Regions from separate parts of the Sus scrofa genome. Here region 2 is linked to region 1. Evidence: chromatin contacts called from public Hi-C data. All regions are on one chromosome and are shown on one strand. The core of a region is the stretch at or near the end of the contact, and the rest is flanking DNA. Distances in the headings are between cores, read along the strand shown. Region 1 overlaps PARN (poly(A)-specific ribonuclease PARN). Region 2 overlaps MKL2 (MKL/myocardin-like protein 2).

Region 1 (4,633 bases), core at 1,000-3,499:
AGCCGTGTCTGGTGTCTGCGACCTACACCGCAGCTCACGGCAACCTGGATCCTCAACCCACTGAGCAAGGCCAGGGATCGAACCCTCAACCTCATGGTTCCCAGCCAGATTCACCAACCACTGCACCACGACGGGAACTCCTCAATTTTTAATATTAAAATATATAATGTATTTTTGGGAGTTCCCGCCGTGGCTCAGTGGATGCAATCCTGACTTCTATCCATGAGGATGTGGGTTTAATCCCTGGCCTCACTCATTGGGTTAAGGATTCGGCATTGCCATGAGCTATAGGTCACAGATGCAGCTTGAATCCCACATTGCTGTGGCTGTGGTGTAGGCTGGCGGCTATAGCTCTGATTCAACCCCTGGCCTGGGAACTTCCATATGCCTCAGGTGTGGCCCTTTAAAAAAAAAAATGTATAATATATTTTTGAGTAGATTACACATGCATACATTTCTTCATTTCTTTTCCTTATTTTATATATGTTGGATATATTTTCTAATCAAGGGAATTCAGGTCAAAGTATAATCAGTTGCTGCTTCTGAAGTGACTTTATATAACTGAGTGAAATGAATGCCAGAGCCGTATAGCTCTCTGGCTAAAGGACTGTAGATCTTTAACACATCAGTAAAAAACCTTTCGTACGGATCTACCCTCCATATGCTTGAAATTAAATGTGCTGTTTCTCTTTCACTTTGAATAACCGCTCCTGTGTTTCTCTAGGGAACACAAGGGGGCAGTGCTGGATGCTTTGGTTTTTTGTCCTGACGCTCATTGAATCTCTTTAATATGTGCTTCCCTGAGACGATGCCGGCTCATCATTCTCTGTTACTGGTTTGTAGGATATCATTAACAACACGTCCCTCGCAGAATTGGAAAAGCGGTTAAAAGAGACGCCTTTCAACCCTCCTAAAGTTGGTAAGGAGATAAAATGATCCTGAAGAGCCCCAAACTCTTGGTGCTAATTACGGGTGTCTGTTGTAGAAGAAATGTTGAAACCGTTCTAGAAACTGTGTATATTTATAGACTTTTTTTCCCTCAAACAACTTGCCCGTGCCCTGTGTTGAGTTACTGTTTTCGGAGTAAAGGCAGTCTTCTAATCCTGCATCTGTTTTCTGTGAGTAGGATTGGGGCCTGTTCGTGGAGAAGTTTAGCAATTAAAGCCTCAGGACTTTTATTTCCTAATGCTTGGAATACTCCCCAAACTCAGTGTCTTTCTTTTTTATGGTGCATTGTTTAAGTGGAGACAAAGAGTTGGTGATTAATTGCCAGGGGTAGGATGAAAATAAACTTTTTGTCTCTGGAAAGCCCAAGAACAGGGTTTGCTGATGAGGAAGGAGCTGGCTTAGGTGCAGAACCGATGACGAGAGGAAAACCAGAATAAGGAGAAATGTTCTTTGAGGGCAGAGGTGTTTTGCCAAGTCTGGCCACGGCCCCTACCCAGGCAGTTGGTGACCCTTCCAGCTGTGCTTGCCTTGCTTCCTCCTAGCGTAGTTATGCTGCTGATACGGTGACTCACGTTCCACCAGCTGTAGCCTACAAACTTCCCAAGACATTGATCATAGGACTAAAGCTTCAGAAATTGACTGCAGAAGGTACTCAAGCAGCCAAGGTTACAGTTCTTTGCTTCCCTTTCTGGAATAGTCCAAAAAAGGAGTAAGAAGAGGGGGTGGGGGCTGGTAGTGGGTTAGTGGGGACACCTGGACCTTTTCTATAACGACACAATGGCACTAGTGGATCTGGGAAATATGTGGTCCAGCTGGTGAGAGAGGATAGGACTTAATTGGCCTTCATGTTAAAATACTTTTATAAAGCTTAAAATCTAATACTTGATACTTACGGAGGTTAAAGAATTCTTGCTCAAAGAGCATTGTATTGATGTAAAAACAGTGACAGCCTTTTCAGTATTAGTTTCCACTCATGCTTTTCATCCTGTTGTAACCTTTTTGATATTCACCTCCACAGTGGTTCTCGGAAATAATTATTTATGAGTTACAGTTTTATCCTGTCATTTCCATGTACTATTCCGGCAGAGGGTTTACTCTAAAGCAGGTTTCTCTTAGACCTCATTCTTTCGGCATCTGTGTCTATGCATGTGACCGAAGAAGCCTGTTTTAAAACGGGCTCTCCTCTGAAGTGGCCCCATGTTCCAAGGGCAGCATGACAGCGAGTTTTGATCTATTTTCGGACAGAGTTGTGCTTTCATCTTTAGATCTGTGAGCTTGGAGACCTAGCAGAGGCCAGTACTGAGTGGAGCCGATATCGATCGGAGACCTTTGCTTTGGGGGAAGGTTACCTACGGGGCGTTTACTGGGTACCAAGCACTGTGTCAGAGCTTTCCTTCCATGAGCTCATGGGAGCCTCACAAAGGCCTCATGAGGGAGCCGTGATTCTCCATCTCCACTCTACCAGAACGGAGGCCCAGAGGCCAGGCTCCCCGGGAAAATAAGCGGTGGGGCCAAGATTCCAACCCAGGCAGTGGGACGCCAGAGGCCATGCTATTTAGTCATTAGTCCAGAGTCAGAAGAGGAGTCATGGTCATAGTGCAAGTGGTGCGTGCTTGTCGGCAGCACCATCAGTGCAGCGAGGGGGACAGTGGCTGAGTCTTTGATAATGTAACGGAGGCATTTCTCTGGTCGGGACCAAAGCCCTCGTTTTCGGTGACTCTGTTATCTCAGTGTCCTGCGGGGAGAGAATTAAGACATAGGTAGCCTGGAGTTCCTGTTGTAGCTCAGTTAACCGACGCGACTGGTATCCATGAGGTTGCAGGTTCGATCCCTGGCCTCACTCAGTGGATTAAGGATCCGGCATTGCTGTGAGCTGTGGTGTAGATCACGGACTCAGCTTGGATCCCTGTTGCTGTGGCTGTGGTGTAGGCTGGCAGCTGCAGCTCTGATTCAGTCCCTAGCCTGGGAACTTCTGTATGCTGTGGGTGTGGCCCTTAAAAGACAGAAAAAAAGAAAAAAGAAACAGGTAGCTCTTTTTCTGCTTCTTTAGGGTATTTCTACAGCACAGACTAATGCCTTTGGGATGTGGCAGGGCAGTGCGCTCACCAGTCTTCATGATTTGTGATGACCTTGGGAAAACTTTTTTTTTTCTCTCTTTTTCCTCTTTAGAAAGTGCAGAAGGTTTTCCAAGTTATGACACGGCTTCCGAACAGCTCCACGAGGCAGGCTATGATGCTTACATCACAGGACTGTGCTTCATCTCCATGGCCAACTATCTAGGTACTCCCTATTCCTGCTTCTGTCAAACTCACTGTGGTCCAGAGGGGATCTCACCTGTCTCCTCTTTCCCTGGGATCCACTCATGAGAAGTGGGAGGGTTTTGCGGTCAGAGTGCAGGGAAGGTTGGGGCAGAGGGCCTGGAGCGCACGCAGGAATGAAGCATCACCCCTTACCTGTGCTGTGGTACTCGGCCCATACGAGTACCTTTTACCCGTGCTGAACCATGCTGTTGATTTAAATATATTTTTCAGGCTTTGTCTGCCTGACCGTGTATAATGTTCTGCTTCTTTTCTTCATTAGGTTCTTTTCTTAGTCCTCCAAAAATTCATGTGTCTGCCAGATCCAAACTCATTGAACCTTTTTTTAACAAGTAAGTAACAGGGTCCCAGGCCCCCAGTGTTCTCTCCGTGCAGGAGCCCCCAGTGTCTGGGATGTCAATTAGGGGTAATGGGAGGGTCGAGGGCATTTTTAGATGGGCTATTTCTCCTCTCTGGTGACTCAGATGTCTTTTGAAAAATAGAAATTGACTTTTTCGAAAATAATGTATTAAATATTTTTGCTTCAAGACAAAAAAAGAAAGAAAACGATACTGAAGGTAATGCATCTCTTCCAAGACGAAGACCTGGTGGTTTTGGAATGTAAATGACCCACGAGGGAGCCTGGGTCTGTGTGTCTGTGTGGCAGTCAGACCTGGCCCACCCCTCTCGAGCTTTCCCTTCGAGATTATTGTTTGTGCTTGTGTTGTTATCTGCCTAAATAGTGTTCTTTCTAAGAAGATCGCGGTCCCCCAAGTGGCTTTTAAGCCCGTCTGTGACGGTTTTATTGCCATCGCGTTCTGAGCCCGCCTCCGAATGGTTCCAATGAAGGAAAAGCTGGCTCATAGCCCCTCATTGTTGGCCGAAGTCAGTGTGATTTAGGGAAATGTCTGAGCTCAGAGCCTTTTCAAAGACTCTCAAGATTGTTACTTCAAAGTACGGCTTGTTGCTTTCTTGGCACCGTCGAGACTCACGTTATGGATGTGACCCTCAAGCCAGCCACGGGCGGGCTCCGAGCCAGAGGCCTAAGCCTTCATCTCTCCCCCAGCTCTCTTCACGCGGTTGGTTCTAGGAGATTCTGGGCGAGCCACACGGACCAGGGGCCGCCCGCCCGGATCACCGCCCCTGCGAGAAAGACCCATTGCCTTGTCGGGCCGGTCGCCTCGTTTCCTCCGGTCATACGCCGCCCTTGACGTTTCCGGCTGCGCTTTCGCAGTGAGAACACCGTCTCCCTCCGCGGCTGTAGAAATACGGATGTCACGGCGCCTGTGCGTAGGTCACATGCTGCAGAGACATGTTCCTTCAGAACATCGGGATCCCTGCAGGTTGGGAATCTGGGTAGTCTGATGAGTGCATGGTATCCTACCACG
Region 2 (4,633 bases), core at 1,338-3,837, 550 kb after region 1:
ATGACTTTAAAAGTCCCTAGACGCAGAGAACTTTCTCTGGTTGGAGGCAGAGAGATGCAGCAGAAGAAGTTGTAGAGATTCAAAGCATGAGAGGGGGTCATCCCACTGTGGCTTGAGGGGGCCACCTGGAAAGCATGAGAAGGAACACACACTGGCAGCCTCCAGTTGCAAAGAACAACCCCCAGCTGGAGATAGGAACCTCAGTCCCACAACCATGGGGAACTGAATTCAGCCAACAAGCTGAATGAACTAGAATGGATTCATCCCAGAGAGGAATCCAGTCCTGCTGACACCTTGGTGAGACTCTAAGCAAAAGACACACTGAGTCACTCTATACTTGGAACCATGACATAATACATAGACTTTTTTTTTAGAGCTGCACCCATGGTGGCATATGGAGGTTCCCAGGCTAGGAGTCCAATCGGAGCTGTAGCTGCTGGCCTATGCCACAGCCATAGCAATGCTAGCTCCAAGCCAGGTCTGCAAACTACACCACAGCTCACAGCATCGCCGGATCCTTAACCCACTGACTGAGGCCAGGGATCGAACCCACATCCTCATGGCCACTAGTCCAGTTCATTACTGCTGAGCCACAATAGAAATTCCAATAGATGTTGTTTTAAGCAACTAAAATCTTCGAAATATGTTAGAGGAGCAACAGAAAAATAACACACCAATATTGGTGTCACCACACCTCAGATGGTTTGCAGGGCCTGAGCACTCACCCATGTCTAAAAATATCTCTTCTACTGACCTGCCACATTGACCGACATTCCTGCTGTCAGAGGCACATTTTGAAATCAAGGCATTTGTTTTCCATCCGAAGTTTTGTTGAGAAGCACAGACACAATCTGAGATGAAGTAATACATTAGCAGCCTATCACTAATTAACACGCAACCAGAGGCTTTTCCTGCTCCAGAACATGAAACACGCATTTTTTTTTTCTTTTAAGGCCACACGCATGGCATATGGAAGTTCTTGGGCTAGGGGTCAGATCGGAGATGCAGCTGCCACCTATGCTCCGGCCACAGCAACACTGACGCTCCCTCTGCAACCTTTGCCACAGCTTGTGGCAACCCTGGATCCTTAACCCACTGAATGAGGCCAGGGACTGAACCCACATCCTCATGACACTATGTTGGGTTCTTAACTTGCTGAACAGCAACGGGAATTGCAAAAGAGGCATGTTTTGAAGCAGAGTCCAGAACTTCCAAACAGAAAAGGATCCTGCTCTGAAGGAAAGATCTAGGTAGGAGACAAAAGTTGGGGGATCCTGTATGCTGTGCAGGGACTAAAGGCTCATTAGAGACAGGAATGAGAGTGTCCCCCAATATAATTTATCCGGAGCCAGTATTCTGCCTTGTTGCCTTTGCGCTTGCTGTTCCTTAGGCCCAGAATGCCTTTTCCTCAGCTCTTCTTGGGGCAGGCTTCCTCTCATTATCCAGGGTCAGCTCATCACAAAGGCCTCTCATGGAGTTCCCATTGTGGCTCAGTGGAAATGAATCTGATTAGCATCCATGAGGACGCAGGTTTGATCCCTGGCCTCGCTCAGTGGGTTGAGGATCTGGCATTGCCATGAGCTGTGGTGTAGATCGCAGACATGACTCAGATCCTGCGTTGCTGTGGCTGTGATCTAGGCCAGCAACTACAGCTCCGATTTGACCCCTAGCCTGGGAACTTCCATATGCCGCAGATGTGGCCCTACAATTAAAACAAACAAACAAACAAACAAAAAAAGGTGTGGCCCTAAAATAAGATAAAAAAAGGGGGGGGGGCTCTCATACCATCAGCTAAAGCAGCATTCCTTTCCCCTGGTCACTCCATGGCCAGGCTCTCCAAGGCCCTATCACTCTCTGAAATGATTTTATTTGCATTTTAAGGTGCTTATAAGGTATACCCCAACTAGGCTATCAGCTCCAAGAATGCTAGGACTTGGCTTCTTTGGGGGTATCCCTAATGTCCAAACAATAGCTGAAACATGATGGGCATTCAACAAACGTGTGTTGAATGAACGGAAGACTAAAACACAAGGTCGCCTCTGCCATAATCAATAAGAGACATACAAGGTGAGATTCTTTAAGGGTATGGAAGAGGATGGAAGAGAATTCATTGAAAAACGTTGGGATGTGTTCATGGCAGACGGGTGATTGACAGGATGATGGACCAACACAAGCAGGGTCTTGGCAGTGGGTGTCAATCCCATTTGGCCAGACCGAAGCGGGTATGGACAGAGGTGACTCTGTCGTCAAGGTCGTTAAGGTTAAGCTTCAGGGTTCATCACTTGCACGGGCACTTCTGAGGTCCTAGCAAGGAGCTCGCATGGTTATTCATGCGGATAACCTTTGCCAGAGTGTGAGAGTTTGACTGCACTCCGTTGAGACCAATGTCTCCTTCCTTCCACTGCGCTCATCTCACGTCCTCTTGGGGTGGGGAGGCCGGAATTTCTGTGGGTTTTCTTGGATCTCGCTGAGGGAAGTTGAGTTGGAGATACACGTGGTCTGGGTCGAGAGGGCTCTACTTGTGCAGTTCAAGGTCACTTCCTCATCTGGTTCAGTAACTGCTACCCCCGGAGGACTGGACAGTGAGCGGAAGGGTCGGGGGACAGAACCTTGAAGAGGCTCCCCCTTTAACCAGAGGAAAGGAACTAGCACTATTGAGCAATCACTCTTTGCCAGGCGTCATGCCAAGGACTGGATGTACATGCTCTTGGTTAATTCTCAAACCACCCGATAAGGCAACCTGATACTGTACCCTTTCCATAGACGCAAACCGGAAGCTCAGAAGCATTAGGATTGAACCAGGTTTATTCCGCTCTAAAACCTATGTCATTCCCACACATGGGGAAGGAGAGGAAAGAGAAGTGCTTTGGGGCGGTGACAAGGAAGCTGGTGGGGGACAGAACATGAACAGGAAGGAAACAATGGCCAGTGGGGACACATCTCACGGAGCCAGGGATGGAAAATGCAAATGCCCGCCAGGCTGGGCAGTTCAGCAAGTGAGTGCGGGTGTTTTCAGCATAAAACTCCTAAGGATTGTCTTTGCTTACAGAGATTGATTTATGCTTTCTTTTCAAAAAACATACCACTTCCTTGGTCTGGTTTTCAATTTCCTGGGTACAGGAAGGATTTCTTGAGCGTAAGGAATACGACTCTGTGTGTGCAATGATCCTGGGCTCTGGAGTCTTGGTTTCAGGGCTGGGGATGGGTGGGGAGTATGGAAAACTGAAGAACTCCTGCAGATACTCGGCTCCAGTCCACGATGCCAGGGGGGAATGGGGACCTAGGATTGTCAGATCTGACTTTCTAAGAGAAGCCAAAAAAAAAAAAAAAAAAAAATCAGATTTTTGTGTAAATTCTTAATTTCTGAATGTTGTCAATGATTTTTTTTTTTTTTTGTCTTTTTGTCTTTTGAGGACCGCACCCGCAGCATATGGAGATTCCCAGGTTAGGGGTCTAATCGGAGCTGCAGCCACCGGCCTACATCAACGCCAGATCCGAGCTGCGTTTGTGATCTACACCACAGCTCATGGCAACGCCGGATCCTTAATCCATTGAGCGAGGCCAGGGATTGAACCCAAAACCTCATGGTTCCTAGTCAGATTCATTTCTGCTGAGCCATGACAGGAACTCTGAATTCACTTTTTAAAGATTAATGTAGAGCCTGCAAGGTATATCTGTGAGTCAGCTATGGAACCATGTTTGGTCTGGAATTAATGAGGTCAGTGAGAATAATAAACAATGATGCGGGAGTTCCCCTCGTGGCGCAGTGGTTAACGAATCCCACTAGGAACCATGAGGTTGCCTGCCGGTTCGGTCCCTGCCCTTGCTCAGTGGGTTAACGATCCGGCGTTGCCGTGAGCTGTGGTGTAGGTTGCAGACGAGGCTCGGATCCCACGTTGCTGTGGCTCTGGTGTAGGCCAATGGCTACAGCTCCGATTAGACCCCTAGCCTGGGAACCTCCATATGCCGTGGGAGCAGCCCCAAAGAAATAGCTAAAAGACAAAAAAAATAAATAAATAAATAAAATAAAAAATAAAAAAATAAAAAAAACAATGATGCAACCTGATGATGAGGAATGTGAGACTATTTAATATGCACCAAGTACTGTTTTAAACGTCTGAACTGAAAGAACTGATTTAAGTTTCACCACAACCCTGTAAAGGGAGATATTATTATCCCCATCTTATCATTGAGAAACTGAGGCTCAGCGAGGCTCATGTTCCCATAGACGCAAAGGGTGGAGCCAGGATCGACAACAAGCCGTCTGACTCTAGAACCCAGGTTCTTCAACCCCAAAGCTGGTTTAAAAGAAGAAAAAAAACAAAACACCTCTGGGAGTTCCCTGGTGGCCTAGTGTTTAAGGATCTGGCATTGTCACTGCTGTGGCAATGGGTTAAATCCATGGTCTGGGAAGTTTTGCATGCCACAGGGCATGGCCAAAAAAGAAAGAAAGGAAGAAAGGAAGAAAGGAAGAAAGGAAGAAAGGAAGAAAGAAAGAAAGAAAGAAAGAAAGAAAGAAAGAAAGAGAAATCCTCTGAGTTTCATGCTCAATAATAGATTATTATCCTAGAGATCAAGGGTGGGGTTTTGAAGGTACATGAACTCCTGAGATTATTTACAAATTTGTATGTGG

Evidence for each region. A called contact is a pair of places that touch in the nucleus more often than the background predicts.
Region 2: a Hi-C map of liver shows a contact between it and region 1, with 5 times the contacts expected there. The contact joins two enhancer-like sites. A contact is called at or near these places in 1 of 47 Hi-C or Micro-C datasets (liver) and 1 of 2 datasets of contacts at active chromatin or transcription factors (alveolar macrophages).

What each region holds. Positions count from the first base shown.
Region 1 is chr3:28,660,317-28,664,949 of Sscrofa11.1, forward strand. PARN (poly(A)-specific ribonuclease PARN) reads left to right here. Exons shown (of 24, transcript XM_021086564.1): 16 at 844-919; 17 at 3,118-3,228; 18 at 3,529-3,598. Among named protein-coding and RNA genes, the nearest start is that of PARN, 46 kb to the left of the region's middle. Within about 2 kb of position 2,250, at least 11 of the 83 cell types and tissues checked have an H3K27ac peak or open chromatin away from gene starts, as enhancers often do. A contact at or near this core is called in liver, where this site is marked.
Region 2 is chr3:29,210,079-29,214,711 of Sscrofa11.1, forward strand. All of the region lies in intron 1 of MKL2 (MKL/myocardin-like protein 2), which reads right to left. Among named protein-coding and RNA genes, the nearest start is that of MKL2, 28 kb to the right of the region's middle. Within about 2 kb of position 2,588, at least 21 of the 83 cell types and tissues checked have an H3K27ac peak or open chromatin away from gene starts, as enhancers often do. A contact at or near this core is called in liver, where this site is marked.